7 separate regions of the Mus musculus genome follow, and regions 1, 2, 3, 4, 5 and 7 are each linked to region 6. Evidence: chromatin contacts called from public HiCAR-type and promoter capture Hi-C data. All regions are on one chromosome and are shown on one strand. The core of a region is the stretch at or near the end of the contact, and the rest is flanking DNA. Distances in the headings are between cores, read along the strand shown. Region 1 holds the start of Fryl (FRY like transcription coactivator). Region 2 holds the start of Usp46 (ubiquitin specific peptidase 46). Region 3 holds the start of Dcun1d4 (DCN1, defective in cullin neddylation 1, domain containing 4 (S. cerevisiae)). Region 4 holds the start of Lrrc66 (leucine rich repeat containing 66). Region 5 holds the start of Ociad2 (OCIA domain containing 2). Region 6 holds the start of Tmem165 (transmembrane protein 165). Region 7 holds the start of Dancr (differentiation antagonizing non-protein coding RNA).

Evidence for each region. Promoter capture Hi-C pulls out the DNA fragments that hold promoters and counts their contacts. HiCAR-type assays count read pairs that join an accessible place to other places.
Region 1: a contact with region 6 is called in a promoter capture Hi-C map of liver, with 4 times the contacts expected there. The contact joins the promoter of Fryl here to the promoter of Tmem165 in region 6. A contact is called at or near these places in 3 of 39 promoter capture datasets (cranial neural crest, hippocampal neurons and liver).
Region 2: a promoter capture Hi-C map of neutrophils shows a contact between it and region 6, with 3 times the contacts expected there. The contact joins the promoter of Usp46 here to the promoter of Tmem165 in region 6. A contact is called at or near these places in 4 of 39 promoter capture datasets (the C10 cell line, liver, neutrophils and 1 more).
Region 3: a HiCAR-type map of astrocytes shows a contact between it and region 6, with 7 times the contacts expected there. The contact joins the promoter of Dcun1d4 here to the promoter of Tmem165 in region 6. A contact is called at or near these places in 3 of 39 promoter capture datasets (cranial neural crest, hippocampal neurons and pre-B cells), 1 of 115 datasets of contacts at active chromatin or transcription factors (astrocytes) and 1 of 9 other capture datasets (liver).
Region 4: a promoter capture Hi-C map of liver shows a contact between it and region 6, with 3 times the contacts expected there. The contact joins the promoter of Lrrc66 here to the promoter of Tmem165 in region 6. A contact is called at or near these places in 4 of 39 promoter capture datasets (the 3T3-L1 cell line, hippocampal neurons and liver).
Region 5: a contact with region 6 is called in a promoter capture Hi-C map of hippocampal neurons, with 3 times the contacts expected there. The contact joins the promoter of Ociad2 here to the promoter of Tmem165 in region 6. A contact is called at or near these places in 2 of 39 promoter capture datasets (the 3T3-L1 cell line and hippocampal neurons).
Region 7: a contact with region 6 is called in a promoter capture Hi-C map of pre-B cells, with 4 times the contacts expected there. The contact joins the promoter of Dancr here to the promoter of Tmem165 in region 6. A contact is called at or near these places in 2 of 39 promoter capture datasets (hippocampal neurons and pre-B cells).

What each region holds. Positions count from the first base shown.
Region 1 is chr5:73,255,147-73,258,161 of GRCm38.p6, forward strand. It overlaps Fryl (FRY like transcription coactivator), which reads right to left and starts at 1,472. Exons shown (of 63, transcript NM_028194.2): 1 at 1,254-1,472.
Region 2 is chr5:74,066,756-74,069,749 of GRCm38.p6, forward strand. It overlaps Usp46 (ubiquitin specific peptidase 46), which reads right to left and starts at 1,656. Exons shown (of 9, transcript NM_177561.3): 1 at 1,495-1,656. The coding sequence starts at 1,530.
Region 3 is chr5:73,489,729-73,492,560 of GRCm38.p6, forward strand. Dcun1d4 (DCN1, defective in cullin neddylation 1, domain containing 4 (S. cerevisiae)) reads left to right here and starts at 1,298. Exons shown (of 11, transcript NM_178896.5): 1 at 1,298-1,463. The coding sequence starts at 1,439.
Region 4 is chr5:73,631,073-73,633,895 of GRCm38.p6, forward strand. Lrrc66 (leucine rich repeat containing 66) reads right to left here and starts at 1,349. Exons shown (of 5, transcript NM_153568.1): 1 at 1,319-1,349. It overlaps Sgcb (sarcoglycan, beta (dystrophin-associated glycoprotein)), which reads right to left. Exons shown (of 6, transcript NM_011890.5): 6 at 1,677-2,823.
Region 5 is chr5:73,337,362-73,340,338 of GRCm38.p6, forward strand. Ociad2 (OCIA domain containing 2) reads right to left here and starts at 1,586. Exons shown (of 7, transcript NM_026950.4): 1 at 1,170-1,586.
Region 6 is chr5:76,182,501-76,185,215 of GRCm38.p6, forward strand. Tmem165 (transmembrane protein 165) reads left to right here and starts at 1,380. Exons shown (of 6, transcript NM_011626.2): 1 at 1,380-1,852. The coding sequence starts at 1,646.
Region 7 is chr5:74,091,366-74,094,324 of GRCm38.p6, forward strand. Dancr (differentiation antagonizing non-protein coding RNA) reads left to right here and starts at 1,695. Exons shown (of 1, transcript NR_145133.1): 1 at 1,695-2,959. It overlaps Snora26 (small nucleolar RNA, H/ACA box 26), which reads left to right and starts at 2,165; the gene lies at 2,165-2,285.

The DNA of each region.
Region 1 (3,015 bases), core at 222-2,721, 2.9 Mb before region 6:
CCCCAATCCTACAGACCCTTCTACCCTCCTCGAAGAGCTTCTGTCGTGGAGTCCCGGTAATACTTTCCCTAGTTCAAAGGTTAAAGCACATTTAGTTCTGTCTGAAGCTCTAGCCCCTCAGCCATTCCCCCACCCGTTTATTTATTCTTTTATTAACACAGCAACCTGGGACTTATATCCTCGAAAGTCTACAAGCAAAGCGATTGTAGGTAATGAGGAACAAAGCTGGACTAGTAGTAAAGCATTCAGGCCCCAGATCGCCTTAGATATCGGCCTCTGCAGACGCAAGAAACGAGGCTCGGCCGGGCCGGGAGAACCTGCCGCCCGGAAGCAACAACTCCCATTAGAAGGCAAAGAAAAGTTGCACGGCTGAGCTCCGGACCGCGAGGAGCCAGCGCCGGTGTCTGCGAAGCCGGTGGCCCGGGCTGCACAGGCCCGGCGGCGGGCGGTGACTTTGGCGTCCGCCGGGCCGACCCCGGCTCCGGAAAGGCGCGGGTCCGGGGGTGCGCCGTCGCTTCAGGCGGAGTGGGCTCTGCGCCCAGGTCCGCACCCCTCCCAGCACCGCAAGCAGTGGGCGGAGAGACGCGGCGGAGGATCGCGGACAATGCCCGGCCGGGCCGGCAACCTCGGCGCGCAGCGCGAGCCCGCCGCCTCTCCTCCCGAGGCCGCCTGCCGGCACCTTCAGCCGGGTCGGATGATCAACCCAGCAGTAGCGCCTGCCGCCACCGCCCCGCCGCCCGCTTCCTCGCCGGGCGGTTCCCGGGTCGCGGTGAACCCGCGGCGTGCGAACCAAGCCGGCGCGCCGAGCGGCGCAGGGAGCGCGCTCAGGGCAGCCGGGCGCGCGGGAAGAGCGGAGCGAGCGTGGAGACGACGGCGCGCGACCAGGGCAGCCGGGAGCGCGGGGAGAGCCGGGCACGGGCCGGGAAGGAGGCGCGCAGCAGAGCGGGGCGCGCGGTGCTCCCCCACGGGTCTGCCGCAGCTCCGACGGGCTTTCGGTTGACCCCGGCTCAGTACCGCGCCCGCGTCCGTTAGGAGCCTCCCCAGTCGGCGCCGCAGCCGCCCATCCCGGTCCGCCTCCCTCGCGGCTCGCAGCAAGAAGGGCAGCCGGGCCAGGGCCGGGGACCCGGGATCCCACGGCCGACGGTCGGCGGGCATCCCGGATCCTACGGCCGACGGTCGGCGGGCATCCCGGATCCTGCCCCCGCGCTGGAAGAGAAAGTGAAATGAAGCGCCTTTCCCCAAACAGCACCTACCAGGTCCCCAGTCCCGTGCAGCTGCCTCGTTCCTCCAGCGCCGCCGGTCCCCGCCCTCGGGCCCCAGGCTCCGTTCTCTTTGACAATGGCGCGTCCCCTTTAAGGAATAATCCGATCGGGACCGATTCGTGGTTAAACCTCCCTCCGACTCTGATTTTAACCGGATTTCTGTCTCTCCCAGAGCCCGACGGGCGCCCGGCAGTGCTGCGAGCTCTGCCCACCCCTTCTCTGCCCCGCCCACCCACTCGCCTTCCTGATTGGCGAAGGATACTACACCAGGAACAGCGGTCCTCGCCCTCCACTGGCCGGCCTCCCCGCCGCTCAGAGTTTCCCCACCTTCGCCCCGCCCCCTCCCCCGGGTTGGACCTACCTCTAATCACTCTCGGTCCTCGCCTCCAACGTTGCTTTGGAGAACTGGCAGTCACGGCTCACCCTCCCGCCTCCGGAAAGCTAACTTTATTTTTATTGGTAGAAAGACATCTTCCTGTGCACCTGATTGGGTAAGAAAAGGCAAGTCTGCACGCCCCTTACCTTTTATCACTCTCCCTGGACGGCTGAAAGACAGTCGTAAAGTCTTCCCTATTTTGGCACCCTCAAAGCCTCTGTACCTTTAAATGTTGGTAGAGGTCGAGCACAAACAACCTATACTGAGGAAGGCGGGAAAGAGAGGTGGAAAGGATGCAAAAATCTTCAGATAAAAAGCACACCACAGCAGCTGCGGGATCCTGAGAGCCCAATCCTATTTCGTGAATGGAGTGAGAACACCTGAAATCCTAATACTGGCTCCTGAGAATTAATCAAGTTCACACTCCCTGTCTACTCTGCTCACATCCTTGACTTCCTGGCTTTACGCACCCGGAAGAATTAACGAAGGTGTCTTCAAACCCAGGGGTTTCCTTGTTTATCTTGCAATAGGACGTTCAGAAAAGCGTTAAGTTCTTCCCATTAGAAGTTCCGTTTAGGTCACGTCCTGTGTGTCATACTGGCATTTGCGCGGGACTATGCTATTTTTTATTATTTTTAAAAATTGTTTGGAAAGATTAAACATATATTCCTCTTTGCTGATATTCTCAAAGTTCCTCTTGTTACAAATGTGGACACCAGAGGGCTAGTCTTTGAAGGACAGTGGCACCTTTCCGGGGAAAGCACATCTACCCAAAGGAAGAGGGAGAAGTCTCGCCAGGAGAAACCTGAGTGGCAGAACCCTGCTCATTAAAGGAGAGGAATCCTGCGACAACCTCGGGATCTGCATTAACTTAGCACCAGGTTCCTACCCCAGATATAGGAAACGAAGGTTATTTCCAAAAAACCTGAGTGTGGTTATGGCTTTCGGACCCGCCAAGAAATAGTAAGGAACAGGTTAAGTGTTCTCTCTATTTTCTATGGTCTTTGATACTTTTGACGATCCTTTGACGACGTCAGAGGATCCCTACAGGTGCAGCAGTCACCTCCAGTAGTGCCAAGAAAGTGGCTGTGCCCAATGCCGCCCTAGACCAGACCAGCTTAGAGAGAGGGAAATAAGCATAGACAGTTGAGAGATAAGGCTTTTTTCCTGAACTCAGAGAGCCATTATTATCGAGGAGCAGTAAGAGAGGCGGGACTTGATTGGTGTTTGCAGGTCCTTCCTTTTAAATTGTTTGTACATTTTTGCAGCAGTGGGAATGAATTTAGGGACTCATGCATTCAAGGTAAGTCCTCTACCAGTGAGCTAAAGTCTCAGCCCCTCACGATTGTCACACGCTGAGACAAGAGATGGGAACCT
Region 2 (2,994 bases), core at 406-2,905, 2.1 Mb before region 6:
ATTGTCTTCTCAGGGCATCCAGCCACATTAATGTCACTGGACAGGAAGAAGCAGGAAACCTGCGTCTTCAAGCAGAAAGGGAAAATGACAAGGCTGCGGGAGCCATCGGCTAAGGAGATTTGTACCACCAAGCAGGCAGCTAGCTACCTCTCTGGGACCTCCTGCGTTTGCTCTGCTGGCCTGGACCAGCACAGAGAGCTGGGGCCAGCCCCAGCAGGTCTCAACTCCACCTGAGCTAACACATGGCTCCTTAATGTGCTGTGCCATGTGTTGATCTTGCAACAGAATGTGGGACAGAAGATTTAAAGAGCTGTGTGATGGGGGAAGGGCAGCCAGATCACCTTACCTGAGGCCTACTTAATCAGGCCTCCTCAGATTTCCTTTAGATGCTAGCATTACTGTCTAACTTGGTGGCGGAGGGGGGTGGGGGCGGGGATGGATTCCCCAAAATGGAAAAACAAAACAAAACAAAAAAAAAAAAAAAAACAGTGTTCCAGTTTGAAGGGGGTCTAAGGGGGTGAGGATACAGAAAGTACAGGCAGAACACACACCCTCCTCAACTCCCACACCCCAGTGCCTTACCCCTGACCTCCCTATGGCTCCCACAAGTGGGGGTGCTAGCTGAGTACACTCAGTGGCCCCAAGGGCTAGAAACTGGTCCCGAGGAAACTAAACAGAACTGGAAAGTAATGGGGGAAATCTAAATTAAAGTGACTGCTGGGTAACACCCCCCCCCAGACCCCCACCCTATCAGACAGACCAGGCAGTGTCCAAGCTAAAAGGAGAGGAGGCGGGGCAGGACAACCCCTGCAGACTTCCTCACACCTACAGCCACTCACTCCCAGGGCCTGCAAACGTTCCTGTCTCCTTATAATCTCCTGCATGCAGGTGGGGAAACTGAGGCCTCCAGAACAAATTGCCATGCTTTTCCGATACCAGGTTTTAGTTCACCTCTCTAACCAGATTCTTCACTTGGAATTTTTATTTTTTATTTATTTTTTATTTTTTGGTCACAGCTTTCATGTCTATCCAATTTCTCCTGGTAAGAGCACTGCTGTTGCAAAGTGAATCTTAAATACAATCAAGGCTGAACTCCAGAAGGAGCAGAGGACAGTCGGCGAGTCCAGTAAGGGTTTATTTACTGCACCAGAAGGATTTGCTTCCTTCCACTCCGGGCTCGTACCCTCATGGTCCTCCCTCGGGACTTCGCTGTGCAGCCACCTCGCACCCTCCACCTCCACCCCCACCCACCACCCGCACCGCAACTCGAGGGCGGGGGCATGGGGCCGCCCTGGGGATCCCTGGGATCCGCTCGGGGTCCCCGGCTGGGACAGAGGTGGGGGGGACTGCGGTCAGCCGGCCCAGCCTCGGGACCGGGAACTTCTGGCCGCACGGCCCCCACGACCGCGGCGCGCGTGCAGCTCCAGCCCGGGGTTCCCTTTCTTTGCCTGGCTCGCTGCGGGCGCGACCCCCGGAGGCTCGGCGGCCACTCACCATATTACAGATGGAGGCGATGTTTCGGACAGTCATTAGTCTAAAGGTTGCAGCGATCGCGCACCGCCATCTTTACCAGGGGAAAACGGGACTGTCCATGGTGGCGCGCAGCGAGGCCGGGTGGCGGCGAGGCGGCCTGGGGCCGGCTTGCAGTGGGGTTGGGCGAGCGAGGCCGGGCGGCGGCGAGGGCGGGGCGGCGGCGCGGGGCGGGGAGTGGCGGAGCGACGCAGCCCGGGCCGCGGCCGGCGGGAGGAGGAGCCCGGAGCCGGGAGGCGCGGAACCGAGGCCACTGCTATGCTCCCGCTGCCAGCCAGGACCCGCTCGGCTGACCCCACTGGAAGCCGTTCTTGCTCCTCTGCCCTAGGGTCCCGCTCGGTGCCAGCTGCACCGTAAGGCCAGCCCCGAGCAAACCCAGCACCGCGGCCTTTCCGCCGGACCCAGGACCGTACCGGGCACTGGGCTGGGGACCTACACCGCGGGGACACGGGCGTGCTCGCTTCCCGGTTTCCCTCTGCCCGTTTCTGCTGGTGTCCAGCAAGCCTTGGGCGTTAGGGATTAGCTAGTGGAGGATATGAATAAGGGTCTAAGGGTGAGTGTAGTCAACTTTAAAGTTTCTCTCCAGGGTTCTAGCCAGATGGCATCCGCCGGAACCCGAAAAGTAAAATGAGACCAGGACATGGGCGTGGCCAGAAAGCCCTAGCCAGCAGCAACCCAGCTGCCTAGGGAAAGGTTCCCAGAAAGGAAAGAATTCCGGGTCTAAGCAGGCACACTCGGGAGATTTGTGACATTAGCAGGTACAGAGGAAATGGCCAGGTTCTGGGCGGTACTAGAGGCTGTCCAGGAAATACCAAAACAAAACTTTCCTATCTCCCATCCTCGGAGCTCCTGATCTCAGTTTTGTTTGAGCTTTTACACCTTCCTGCGGAGGCCCAGACTGCAGGCTCAGGGTGCACACTGTACACACCACTTGAGGGATATGTTCGTGAGAACTGAAAGAGTTCATTTCAAACATGGGGAATAATTGTGCAGACAAGTTTGCAGTCCCAAGCTTTCCACAGGGAAGTTGTGCATGTGAAACGTGATAAATTCCCAAACCAATGTATTTTGTGGAGAATTAAATTAGGAGAGAAATTAATATAATTGAAGACAGCTCTGTCTAGCCAAGAGTAACATACTGGGGGCTGGGGGGCTAGGGTTATACACATAACATGAGAGCCATCCATCCATTGGTAATTCTTCTAGGATCTGGGGTGGAAATAGAAGACAAAACCACTGACTGAAGGGTGAGGGTGGGGGACGGGTCACATGGATACTGTATTTTTCAGTGTGTAGAAGGATTAATATTCCTGCTCACAATGACTCATTCTACCTGAATTTTACTTTCATTCTTTTTTACTGCTGTCAGTTACGACTCTTCCAGCTTCTACATGATTAGTTAATAGACATGGTTAGCTCCATAAGGCTTACAGAGCAGGTATCCAACCCAGCTCTGTGTTTCTC
Region 3 (2,832 bases), core at 48-2,547, 2.7 Mb before region 6:
CTTGTCTTCAGATGCAATTCTGATATTTTGCAATTTGATGAAGTGAATCATATGCATTTGAATGACAAATATGAAAGATTGCGTTATTGGGATTCAATTTAATTACAGAGAAATAGAGGGCGATGAGATGGAACATATCACAGTAACAAACACAGTGATGTAGATAACAAGGACTGTAAGCTGTTTTGCGCTTGTAACATTTGTCCGGATTTCAGAACTCTACAACTCAAGAGCCTGGGCTGTAGAATTCAGAATCCTAACGCAGGACCCCTTTGTTATCTTTGGTCATATCATCCAGTGCGTGTGGCGGAATCTACAGGCTGTCCAGGCTGTGGTTGGGGCAAGCGAGGTTTGGACATGGAGTGTGTGTTTGCGGTGGGGGCGGGGCGCCCACCCTCGCACATCTCAGCGTTATTGCATTACCTGTGATTGTGGAGAACTGGTTTTCAAGTACTGAAAAACTCCAAGAAACAACAAAAGCAGTATTTAGGACACTTAACAATCACAACCCCATTAACGCTTCCCTCTGCTAAACAGCGGTTTGGCCAGGTTCGACTTATGTTTCTTAGACTTTTATAGTCAGGGGACCTGGCTTATCTTGGTGTCAGGCTGACCCCAGAGCCTAATGTGGCACTAGGTTTTTCTCTCGCTGTCTGGGGACCGCAGAGGTGTCTGACGTTCAATGCCTGAAGCATTCGAAACCTTTGGCGCAAGTAACGCATGACTCTGAATAATTGACTCTGAAAAAGAGGCGCATTTCCAAAGTTGAGGACAGAAAGGTTGTGGCATAAAGGGGAGGAAAGCGGAGATATTTTTCTTCTTCTAATTTTCCGCAATGGGAAACGATTGAGGAGAACCGGCGGGACCCGGGCGCGGGCAGTAGCGGGATCTGGCCGATGGCCTCCCAGGGAACACCAGTCCCTGTGGGCTGGAGCTTGGCTCTAGGTCCCTCAGGCTGCTTTGTTTCGGATGCTTAACCCAGGTTCTCGGCTGGGCTCTCGGTTGGTCTCCCGCTCCAGGATCCGCCCGCCACAGGGCGGGGCTTCAGGGTCAAGGTGGACCAATTCCCCAGTCTCGCCCCTCCACGCGCTTTCGGACCCCTGAATGACTGACAGCCGTTGGGTCCAACCTGCGGCTCCGAACAGTGGCCTCCACCAGGGGCGGTCGGAGGCGAGACGCCGGGGCCAATCACGTTGCAGTCTAGGGGGCGGGGCCTCCTTGCCAGCTGCAGGCGGCGCAACCAGCACTTCTTCGGTCAAATGAGAGCCGAAGAGGGGCGGTCCCCCGGCTGGGGTCTAGCCAATGAGAAGGGCGGGATGGGCGGGCCGGAGAAGAAGCCGGCGGTCCTCTGTTGCGAGCTAAGGTTTGGGGAGTCGGTAGGGGGACCGCGAGTGGAGCGCGGGAGCCCGGGCGGCAGGCGGGTGTGAGCTGCCCGAAAATGCACTCGGATGCTGCAGCTGTCAGTGAGTAGCACAGAGCCAGCGGGCCCGCACACCGCGTCCGCTCCTGCGCTCCCTTCTCCACTTCTCCGGTTCCGATCGCGCTGGAGTCCCTGGCCCGGGAGCGGGTTGAACCCCTCCTGGAGTCCGAGGGCCGTGACGCTGCGGGCGGCTGGGGCGGGGGCAGGGGCGGCGGGGAGGGGGTGGGGACTGGCTGGCTTTCCGCGGTTGGGGGAGGGGGGACATTCTGGAAGGCCGGGGGCCGAGAGTCGGTGGTGCACGGAGGTGGAGACGGCGGCGGGCGCTGGCAGCTGGGGTCGGGGGTGGTACGAGCGGGCAGGGAGAGGGCCTGCGGTCCGAGTACAGGGTGAGGCTTGCGGGGCCCGAGCCGTACGGTCTACCGGGGAAGGCGGGGGAGTGCGAGGGGAGAGGGGGCGGGGACAATGGGAAGGAGGGCTGGGGGCGGGGGCGGGAACAATGGGTGGGGAGCTGGGGCAGCGGCCGGGCCGGTGAGGGGATGGGGGGTGATGTAACGGGGGCCATGGAGTGGGAGACGCCGCGGTGGGATGGGAGAGTTGTGGAGTCCGGTGTGCGGGACGGCGGTCGGGAGTGGGGAGAGGGCTTGGGGGGCAGGTGTTGGGACAGGCGGTCCCCGGAGGAGTGGATGGCGGATAGGACTGCTGTGCAGTTTGGGGGCTGGGACAGGGGTCGGGGAGGGTGTGCGGAGTGAGTTAGGAGGAAGAGTAGGTGGGGAGAAGCGGGGACTGGGAGGGCTGTCATCTTCGGGTACGGTGCTCTTGGGGCGGGGTGGGGAGCGTTGGACTGTCCATTGGGGGAGGCGCCTCCTCCCTGGAGAGGCCCGGTTCCAGCCTAGGAGGGGACCACCATTGAGCCTCGGGGTGCACTGAGGAGAGGGGGCGGGGCCGGGTACCCGGGAGGTGTCCCGAGGCTGGCAGTAGCCTCCGCGTTCGGCGAGCAACGGGGAGCGAGGTCAGCGCGGGCTGGGGTTACAGGACCGGGAGGCCGCTGTCTGCGAGCTGACTCGACCCGCAGGGGTCCTGGAAGCGGGGTGGAGGAATTGGCGTAAGAGGTTGTCGGGGTCCCCGGCGGTCCGTAGGTTTGGCAGTGTGTGACGCAGTTCTCTAATTTCTGGCCATCAGGTGTAGAGGCTGATGCGTCAAGACCTGTTACCTTGTACGGAGGGCCGCTTTGGAGGCATAGCAACGCGCGTGCGAGAAGCTACCTCCGCCCGAAGCACCGGGAGGGTGCTTTAGGGGTTTCCTTTAGGGTCTGGCTCCCCGAGCCGGTGTAAAGGGAAAGGCAGTCTCGTGGAATTCTGGGTCTTGTAGTCCCAGCCGCCCTGGGCCGCGGTTGGATTGGGTGCACGTGGGTA
Region 4 (2,823 bases), core at 99-2,598, 2.6 Mb before region 6:
TCTATACCACAGCTACCTTGATGAGGCCCTTGCAGGGCAACGGCAAGCCGTGGCCTGGGCTAGGGATGCATGTGTCTACCTCACAGTAAAATGAGTTTTGCGTCTGCCTCTAACCCACGGTCAATGCCACTCCCCTCTACGGTCTGAAGAGTGCACATCCGTCAAGTCTCATCTCAATTTGTAGGGTCTGAGCCTGCCTTTCTCACAGTAGCCAATGCTTTCTTCGCCTTTGCTTTCCCGATATTTTCAGTAACTACTGAGTGAATGCATTCAATTCCACTCAGCTTGACAGAATGTCAATGCCATCACACATTGTTAGCACAAAAGGGAAAGGAGAGCAAGTAGCCCCCCCCCCACCCCCCCCCCCGTGTGCCTCCTAGAGTTAAGGCTCTGGAGCCTGTCACTGGCTATGCTTTCTGCATGAATGAATGCACAGAATGAAGGACATTCTCACTGCAACTTCTAAACTTTTGTTTCATGCAAGGTCAACTCTCCCATCTCTCAGAGGGCATCTAAATTTAGGTACATAAACTGCAAAGGTGCCCTACCTACGGCAAGGAGTAAATTATAGTATGCCCCTTACGCAATACCAAAAGCTGAATTCATTTTCTTGGTCAGAGAGAGATTTATTTTGATGCCAACGCTGCAATCATTGTGCATACAACTGGACGTCAAGCTAATGTAATAGTAGCAAAAAAATTACAGCGATCATACTTATGCACATTCTTTCAACTCTGAAGAAAAAAATGGGGTTCAAACATACATTTTTAAAATGGAATATAAATGAAAGGTTTTTATAGTCTGGCCTTTTTCGAGGTGAAGAGATTGATACGTGAATAGATTTGCACTAAAAACAGGCAGATTAGTATAATTTTATGTCTGAGATGAAAAGAAGCATTATATTACATACAAATGTCTATGTGAGGTAAAAACCAAAAAACCAAAAACCAAAAACAAAAAACAAACAAAACAAAACAAAACCCAGAAAACAAACAAACAAAACAAAAACCCAAAAGCCCAAACCACCCACCACCACCACCACCACCACCAAACCCCACAAACGGGAGAACTCCAGAGGAAAGTACAGGTAATTAAGTAGAAATTGACTTTTGAGACTCGTTTGGGTTGAAGTGTGAGGAAGTAGAAATAACTGGAGAACGTGTAGTCGGAGTGAGACCGAGAAGGTAACAGGAAAAACGGAAGTAGAGAAAAGATGAATTCTTCTCTAAGAAATTGGAAAAAGAAAGGGGAAACAGTGGATAGAAGCCCTTCCGGAAATGAGGCCCAGGAAGGGCAGGACGCTGCTCCGGGGGCCTACCTGAGGGTCCTTAGGTAGTTTCTAACTGGTCTGTCTCCAGCTGATCCAGCCAGGGGAGGATTTTAAATCTGTGCCCTTGAGACTCCGCCCACCTTACCCAGCTCTGCAGCCAGCCCAACCCTTTCATCTCTGGGCTCCTCCCTTACTGAGTCCACACCCTTTCCTCGGCCACTCGGAGAGAAGCCTTCTTCTAAGGCCCAGAAGGTGAGAATCTAAACTGAGATTGGGCGGCTCTCTACCTCTGCCTGCAGAGAGGTCGCATAAGCAGGTCTTGATGCTCCAGTCTCCAGCCATATTTAGAATCTGTGTGTTTGTGCTAATGTAGATGCTCATTAATAAAGTCACGAAGAAACTGACCGCCAAGTTCACAGAGCTTTATTGTAAACAGAGGTCATCAATCTGAAATACATAGGTATATTTTTGTGTGGCATAACTTGTAAACTTTGCCCCTCTTGATGTCGTTCAAAAGATTACCATGAGCAGCACTTTAGTGGTCTCCTCTTCATCAAGTTAAAAACAAGTTTTTAACTCCTTTAAAAAAGCAAAAAACAAACAAACAAGAAAACACAAACCACTCATCAAAAACAGGTAGAAATTCTACCTTTCATCACCAAAACTATCACACAAAGTTTATTTTGCTTCTGTCACAGTGCAAGAAGATTGCCACCGAAGAATATTTTAAAAGGTTGCCGAGTCGGCAGGTAGCTCCTGCTTTGTGTTGTGTATCCCCCACCCCCCAACCTCTCACTGGACAGTCTGGAAGGGGTCTTCTTTTTATTTCTATCTCTTTGCATTGATATTCACCTCTCGAATACTGTCTGTTAAATGTGTGTTTGCTTTCCTCCCTGGGTCCTTCCTGCACCTACCTTCCCCAGCGCTGCAGTAAGTCCTCTCAGTGTGCTATGTTCAAAACCGAAGAAATGAACACATGAGAAGGCATACGCCCCCTGGTGGCCAGATTTAACAGTGCCGCTTCACTGTGCACCAAGCTCCGCTTCTCTGCTTTCAGGTCAGTGTGTCAGAGGGTCTACCCAAAATGCAGTCTAAAATAGCATACCTAGTAACCACGCGCTTTACAGAGCAGCAGGATATGCTCAAACTTCAAAGTGCTCAATGGAGATGTATCAAAACACAAGTGTTTCCCACAGACGTAAAAATACACTTTTTTCTCATGAATTGTATTCAGTAAATAATACTTTGTAATATAGGGTTCTGTGGATTTAGTAAAAATATTTATTTAAAGAAATTCTCAAAACAAATTTAAATAGAACATGAAACAAATGTACAATTTAAAAATACACTGAGCATGGACATGAGAATTCCAAGCGTGATTTTTCTGAGCATTATTTAGTTATTAAACAATACTTGAATATATCCAGAGGTATAAATTGCTCTCTTTCTTTACATCTAAAATCTGCACTTAGTGTCTGGTCTCCAGTCAACTCTCACCTTAGCCTGAGTTCACAGTCTATAAGGTATTTCATTTTTTCATTTGACAGAATTGT
Region 5 (2,977 bases), core at 336-2,835, 2.8 Mb before region 6:
CCCTCCCTGTACATTCCATCTTGGGTGCCTAGTGTTGTTGGGGAGTAACATGATGCTCTACAGTGTTAGATACTGGAGAGGGTAATAAGAGCCTGACTGTGTGCACCTGTCCCCATGAGATAGAGTCTCACTATGTCACTCTCGTTGTCCTCTAACTCCCTGTGCAGGCTAGGCTGGCCTCAAACTCCCAGAGATCTGTCTGCCACCCGAGTGCATTGTTAAAAGTCTGGAACAATGTCCTGCAACACACCAGTTTTAATTCTGACTTTCTTTGCAGGTCCTGAGAATTGGAATAAGGGATATAAAGTGTCTGGGCCTCCACTGTGTCATCTGAGACTTGGGCACAGCAGTCTTAAGCTGTGCAAGGATGGGGATGAGAAATGAAGACAGGACCAGGGCACAGTGATAGGTGTCTGAACAGTAGGGGAACAATTGTCAGAGTGGCTCTGGGCATCTTATTTTCTAGGAATTAAGACCCTAGGAAATCTTTGCCACCTATAGGCAAATTAGATGATTTTTTTTTTTTTTTTAAATTCCCAGTCAGACCCAGAGCCATCTCAAGAATCAGGAAGCAAGCAACCACACACCTCAGTGTTGGTGGGCTGGGTCTTCCAGAACCCAGTTGCTTGCTTTGAGCAAGCCTTACCTTCTGGGCACATGCGCGTGAACACACACGCACACACTCTCAGGTCTGGTGCCTGACCCAGTCTGTGGCGGGGGAGGGGAGGTTGGCCCAGAATCAGCTAGCTAGATTTAAAGGCTAGACCCTTCCAAGAAGGCTGCCTGCAAAACTCCAAGCTACACCCCTGCTTGGGGTCGCAGGAGTTGGTGGCACCTGGAGAGGAGCCAGGCAGGCAAGCGTTGGAGACTGGCTACGGCGGAGCGGCGGCGGTGCAGTCTGTGAAGGGCCTGCGCAAGTCCCCAGCACCCGGGAAGGAAAGCCAGCAGAGAAAGACACTGCCCCAGGCCACCTCTCCTGCCCGCACACCACCCTCTGTGGGCTCACAAGTGCGGGTGGGTGCTACCGAGGCGGAGCTGCGCACGCACGCGCACACACACACACACACACACACACACACACACACACACGACTGCAGACACCCCTCCCGCGCGCCGCACACGCCCACCGCCCCAACCCGAACCCCAGGGCCCCTCTCCTCTCCCCTCACCTTTTTTCTTGGCGATCTTTCCTTTCTTCCCTCCTTCCTCTTCCTTCCAGCGCTCGCTCCTCCCCGCACCTCTGCGCGTCGCTAGCTCAAGACTCAGCAAGTGCAGCCCGCCCCCACTTGCAGTCTCATTCTCTGTTGGTGACACTGGGAGAATCCAGCACTTTCCAGAAGCCCCCACTTCTCAGTCTCTTCCTAACACTTGCTATACTCTACCTCATTGTTTTTCACGTGACTCCGTCCTCCCAACAAAAACACAGGCGACTCCAACTGTTTCCCTGAACCCCCTCTCTGGGCGGATTTAAGCATTCACCTCAGAACAAAAGCACTGTGCTGCGGACAGCCGGGACAGCCCGGTAGGGTCCCCAACCCCGAGGGAGTCAATTACAGCCCACCTTGGTTCCTTAGCCTTCTTTTGCCAAGCTTTTACCCTCCCAATGGCTAGCCTATGAGGGGAAGGCACTGAGTGTGTGTGTGTGCGTGCGTGCGTGTGTGTGTGTGCGCGCGCGCGCGCGTATATCCTAGTATGTGTGACTATAAATGAGTGCCTATGTATGTGAGAATGTGCAAGTATATATGTGAACACATATGAGTATATATGTGTGTCTCTGTGTGTATGTATGTAAATATATGTTAGCATAAACCTGTGCCTATATTATGTGAGTGTGGGTAAGTGTATATATGAGCGTATACATGTATGTATGTATGTCTATGTAATTGTATGTGACTGAGTGTAAGTATATGTGTGTTAGTGCATTTGATGGTGTCTAGGAGTATGAGAGGGTGTGCATGTATGTGAGTGGTGGTGTGTGAATGCATGTATACATGTGTGAATGTGTATCTATGTAAATGTATGTGTGTGTTGTGAACAAGAATTTCCAGAAAGACGCTCTGTCTGCAGAGACTGACTGACTGACCAGTCTTGCAGTGCTGAGGGGGGAAATTTGGAAGTTGCAATTCCAGAGGCAACTTATATTTTCTAGCTTTAACCCCCACAACGGGGCTTCCTTACCCACCCCTCTGTCCAAACTAACATCCTGTGACTAACAGTTCATTTCCTGCTGCCCACAGAGATCAGAAGAGGGCATCGGGACCCCCCACCCCCACCCCCCGGAATTGGAGTTACAGATGCTTGTGAGCTGCCAAGCGGGTGCTGGGAACTGAACCCAAGTCCTCTGCAAGAACAACAGGTGCTCTTAGCCACTGTGCCATCTCTCCAGGCCCTGTCCTGGCCTTTTCTACCCTGGCCTCCAGCCTGGCTGGAAAAAGACCCTCTTCTCTTTCACACTCAGGAAAAGTTGTGTCCTCTCAGGGTACTTATCACCATAACAGTCCACTGGGGAAATGTACAGTGGAGAAAGCACCACCCCTGCTTGCTTTTAGTTGACTTTATACCCATTTCAGGAGGTCACCAAGCCCAGCAATGTGTCCTTTGGCCTTCCAGATCAGATTTCTGCTCAGCTCTATATACAGACATGTTAATCATTTAAAGATCGGTCCTCTGAAATTGGCAATACAAGATTGATTACGCCTCCACCTTCCTGCCCCCACCCTCCAGAGCTGGGTGGTTAAGAGCACTTGCCGCTCTTCCAGAGGACCAGAGTTAGGCTTGAAAGAACTTGAAACTCCACTCTAAGGGACAAGACTCCTTCCTCTGGTCTCTGTGGGCAGATGTGAGCACTTGCACACACATACACATGACTAAAATAACTTTTTTTTAAAAAAAAGATATTGCTGGTTTAGTTGATTCTCCATCCCTAGTAGACAGCGGCAGACTCTCCCTGTGGCGTTTCATTTTCCCTTGACCCAAT
Region 6 (2,715 bases), core at 130-2,629:
CCAGCTCCCTTCTGGGGACAGAGCTTTAGAGCCCCATTGCCTAACATCTTCTGTTGAACAGATTTCCTGTCTTGCTCCAGAGCCACTGGAACATTGCAATCAGCATCTCAGTCTCCTGCAGCTGTAGCCCTTGAGCCATTTGCTTTTTCTTTGCTTTATGTGGGGTAACTAGAATTTAGCCAGGAGGCCTTTCTCTGAGATGATCATAGACTAGAGAACGCCAGGAAAAAAAATAATAAACCTGGTCCCTAGCAGAACTCAAGGATCCGTGACACCTAACTCTTCTGCCTCCATCTACTGGGCTGCTTCTTTTATTCTCTCCACTTGACACTCCTATCTCCTCTGCAGGCCCTTTTGAGCAAGGCAAATCTTTGCAGAAAAAGGAGGTGGCTGAAGGAGTCTAGACTTCTGATCCCTGTCATGTTGTATTCTGAGGGCTCAGGACATTTACACTCCAGGAATGAACTTGGAGGTACAACAACTGCACCCCAAACTATGTGTAGGAAGCATCTTGGTTATCTCACAATACTGGGAGCATAAATAAGCTATAGCTTGAAGGGTTCTGTAAGGAGCAATGCTGAGTAGGCTAAGGAGAGGTTGCAAGAATGGCTTGTGAAACAGGAGTAGGATTTAGATTAGTGCCTGGCACATGGTTAGCAATTTGTGGTGTGTGTGTGTGTGTGTGTGTGTGTGTGTGCGCGCGCGCGTACGGTATCTCAGCTTTTCTTTAGAAAAAAAAAAAAAAATCCAGCCCTAGTCTAACGCCTAACTAACCATTCTTTCCTGTCTTCTACTTTTGCCTACTCAAGGCCTCCATCCCACAGAAACCCTAACCACTCAACTCCAAACCTTTTCAGGATATCCTATTTCAGGATAAGGCATCCTGAGCCAGGGCAGTGATGACTTTTGGTCTGCGGCTATTCAACAATGTTTTAAAATCAAGCTTGGACGTTCTCATCTTTTACTTCCGAATCTTACTTCAGAACCTTCAAAAAACCCCAGCATATGGACCCCCAAAGAACATTCTGTGTAGGCGGTCCAGGGACGTGGTGAGGGTGGGTGGATCGTAACTTAAAGGTGTGGCAGTTCCTGCCACGTAGGTAGCGGGGCTGGGACTCACTTGACATTTAATAGAAGTGGAGGTGGCGGCGGCTTAGGCCTTAAAGACCTAAGGCTCTTGAGGAAGTACTGGTAGGAGCCTGGCAGCCTGACCTCTCCAGGGCCAATAAGGGGGTCTCTGGTGGGACCCGAGAGGACGCAGGGAGAGTCCATCAAGCAGCTCCAGCTACCTGGCCCGGCGCGCCGGGTCCAATAGGACCAGTGAGCGAGCCGCACCTCAACCTGCCGGAAACGTCACGACGCCGGGCTGACGTCGGGCCAATGGGAGGTCGTGTTGGCCAGGGGGCGGGCCGGAGGAGTTGGGCCGCGGAGGCAGTTGGAGGAGTGTGTGGCTTCTGCTGCCCAGCTGCTCCGGAGCTCCCGCCGCCGGTCCGTCCCGGTCCGGTCCCCGCGTCCCGCGTGCTGCAGGGCTGCCCCCTGAGCGGCAGCCAGGCCTGACGGAGGCGCCTGCCGGCACGCCGGGCTCGACGCTTCCCTTCGCCTGCACTTCTTCCTGCCGCAGCGCGGTGCCGGCTGGGCGGGCGGGATGGCGGCCGCGGCCCGGGGGAGCGGCCGGGCGCCGACGCGAAGGCTGCTCGTGCTCTTGCTGCTTCAGTTGCTCTGGGCCCCGGCCGGGGTCCGCGCCGGCCCGGAGGAAGACCTGAGCCATCGGAACCAGGAGCCGCCGGCGCCCGCCCAGCAGCTGCAGCCGCAGCCCGCGGCGGTGCAGGGCCTCGAGCCGGCCCGGGCCGAGGTGAGAGCCCGGGCTGGTGGGGATGGGGCGGGCTGAGGCCGCGGAGCCCGCAGTCGGGTACCAGGCTCCCGCGCTGGCGGCGCCGCCCTCTTTCCGAAGAGGCTGGGGGAGGGGAGCCGGCCCCTGCTCCGCTCGCTGGGAGGAGGGTGACAAGACGGCTTTCTTAGGCGCGGCCTGGCCTGGCCTGGCTGCTTGGGGGAAGGGAAAGTGAGGGCCCCAACCGGGGCTCCCCAGAGGTCCTCTAGATCCCTGGTACCGACAGGCTTGCTCTGGATTCTGCCTTCTGCTGATCACATGGGCCATACTGAAAAGACTGGAAATCATCATCCCAAGTAGAAAGTTTTTAGTACAGAGCCGCTGGGAGACTTGTCTCTCTCGAAGTAGCATCACATTGTTGGAAGTATCAGCCATTGTTGAAGCAACCCAACCAGAGATGCTCACCCGAATTCAGCTCGGCACACCCTGTGGTTCTTGCCAGATACAGTGTCTAGAGATTATGCGTTGCCACCCTCCCTTAAAAAAAAAAAAAAAACAAAAAAACGTGTTTTGGCATGAAGGAAGTTGCCCTTGAATGCAGAGACTTGTGCCCAAAGGTAGAGCGCTCTATAGTGAGGGATTCCAAAACTCCATTTATAGGTAAACTAGAGCCTCATAAGTTTCTTTAACCATTACCAGATAGATAGAAATTAACCTTTTAATCTATGTTCGTAGAATTTCTCCTTTCTATGTTACTTTCCTCTGAGTTGGACTCTCTATTTCCAATTTTGACTCCTACATTCTGGAGTTTTTTTAGTCTCTTAGTAGGGTCCATTTTGGCATTCCCTTTCCTACTTCTGTCTTTATCTGCCCTCCAAGAGAATGGC
Region 7 (2,959 bases), core at 445-2,944, 2.1 Mb before region 6:
AACAACAAAAAAGGTCACATGTGTGATTCCATGCCTACAAAAAATCTAGAAGAGACGGTTTCCAATTTAAAAAAAAAATGTATTATTATTTACTGTTATGTGTGTGTGTTTGTGTGAACTTGTTGTTGTCCAAAGGGGACTGTGGAGCTGGAGCCTGGCGTTGCAGGTAGTGGGTGCGAGGAACCGCAAGAGAAGCAAGTGCTCTTAACTGCTGAGCCATCTCTCCAGCCCCATGGGGCTTCTTTTTCCAATAAGACGCTGACTGCAAAATGATCTGGGAGTAGACAATGGAGATGATTATAAAACCTTGAGGAATATTTAAAAACACCGATTTGTACACTTAAAAGGGTGACCTATAACACTTGGGTTCAATCTCAAAAAGTTATCTAAAAAGTCAAAGCAAGTTGACAAAGCAGGTCATCATTTTTTTTATCTAGACTAAAAGTGGCTGTAAAGAAACACAGGCGAGCATGATGAATAGACTTAGAGTCCTTATTCAAACGAACTCATTGTAAAGTAACATTGTATCAGAATAGTCTTGCTGTGAACTTGGAGCGGCTGTTTATTCTAGCAATCACATTGGCATTGTCCTCAGGCAAGATGGCCTCTTTTCTTTTGAAATAAATACTGAAATATTAAGAGGTGAAACAAACCAAGCTTGAGATTTGCTTTAAAATACCCCCCCTCCCCCAACAGACCAAGACGATAGATGCGCCAGGTCTGGAATGAATGGCTGGCTTTTAGCCGAGAGAAGAACGCAGGCACGTGGCTCTTTGAACATTTTTAGTTTTAATATAAGTTTGGAAATTTAATTTCTTCAAATTAAAAAAATAATTTTATTATTATTATTATTATTATTATTATTATTTTAAAAACCTTGCCAATAAAATCATCTCAGACCGTGGAAATTCTCATTAAAATAAGTTAAGCACATATCCAGGCCTGGTGGTGAAAATTTGTCGTCCCTTCTACTCAGGAAGCTGAGGCAGAAGGACGGAAAGTTCCAGTCTTGTCTGGGAAATTTAGTGAGACCTAGTTTCAAAGTAATAAAAGGGTTTGGGATCTGAGACGCCAGGCTCTACTTTTAACCCAGGACCACTAAAAACAAGACAAAGGTATAGCCTAGGTGGAGAGTGGCATGCATGCCAGCAATCCTAGCACGTAGCACTGAGGATAACAAGTTTGATGAATACCCTGAACTAGCTACACAGTAAGTTAGAAAGCAGTGTGGGCACCTAAGAGAGACTCTGACTCAAAATTAATGGTACGGGCTGAGGAGGTAGCTCTGTGGTAGAGCTCTGTTGAGAACTAACTGCCTCACATCTCCAGCAACATTTCTCCTTGATATTACTCTCCAGGAACACAGAAAAAGGCAGCTCCTCTCAGGGTTAAGGAGGGGCCCTGGGAGTGAACTAGCTGAACAAGAAGGGATCTAAGTCGGAACACACCTAGCACCGGCATAGCTTCAGGAAAGGAAGGTTTCCACTGAGCACAGCCTCAACGCTTCCAACACCGCAGTGGGTGGAGAACCTGCTGCTGGAAGTCAACGGCCCCACCCTACCGGGTCCGAAACGTCCCGACGATTGGCTTCCCATACCAGCCACGCCTACAATCCTTCTGACGATTGGCTGCTCTCCTTTTCCTGTTCTGCCCCCTCCAAGCGGCCCTCTGATTGGTTGCAGGTCTCGGGGGGGGGGGGCAGCTCCGCCCCTCTCCCGGATGGCTGTATTAACGCAGCGCGCAGCGGCTCGGTCTTTCGGTCCCGGCCTTGGTGGTGAGTGTCCTCGTGGGAGGGTGTCAGGATGTCCCCGTGTCCCCTCGAGCTTTGCCCGCCCCGAGCTCAGCTGCTCCCGGCGGCCAGAACGGAGGGGTAGAGCAGTTCTCAGCGGCCCGCGGGGCGGGCGGCAGTGTCCAGCCCGGGGCTGCGCGAGACACAAAGTCCTCTGTGCCGTCCGACCCGGGCACCCTGACCACCGCCCTTTCCCTCTGCAGGCCGATCCACCCGAGCCGGTCCCCACTGCCCAGCCGTGCTGCTGCCTCGGACACAAGCGCAGGTACGTCCCGGCATTGATCGGAGGCAGGCCCTGGCCACGTGGCCGAGAAGACGGAGGTTCCAGGCCTGTCTTTGTTGAGCTGCGCCGGGCCTCCCCAGTCGCCCTTTCCTGTGCCCTTTTAAGGTTGTCGCAGTACTTTAAGAGGCTAACACAGAAGGGTAAAGGAACTCTCCATAAAACCCAGAGAGGAAAACTACACCTCCTCTTTGGATCCTGTCTGGAGTCACAAATGAACCAAAAGCTTCATTTAAAACTTGAATGTGCGCATTTTAGGTTCTGGCGATTGCTAGGTAGTGATATAGGATTTTAAAGAAAAGAAAACGTAGCCTACCTGGTTTAATTTGGTTGGAGGAGAAAGTTCAGAAGACAAGAATACATTTGCTTTTCTAGAAGTGAGATTTTAGGTCAGCTGGAAAGGATATAGTTGAGTATGTTCCACTTATGTGAAACATTTTTATTCTTTCATAGGTTGAAAACTACAAGAAACCCGTGACTGAATGGCTCCAAGGTGAAGTACTCTTGCATGTAGTGACCAGGTTTGCCTGTATTCCACTTTAGGATTAGTATCGAAGCTGAAATAGGTGAAGTGAGGGCCATGTGAGTTTCCTTGAATGGCCTTGTAACTGATTACCCTGAAGGTAGTTTGCTAAAGATTTTAATCAATGTACTAGGATCCTGCCCCACCCCTTCTTCATGTCCCACTGCCCTAGAATCAGATCTGCATGGCTATGACATGCTCGCCGTTTTAAAGATGCAAAGATTTCATGCTAGATCATTAGAATGTATCTGGACTTCGTTAGGACAAGTTCTTTGCTAGTAACCAGTCACGTGCTAGCAATTGAGGTGTGTTAACCTGTATATTGTTGCCTATGAGTAATTTTCCATAATCTTTAATAAAGGCTTCC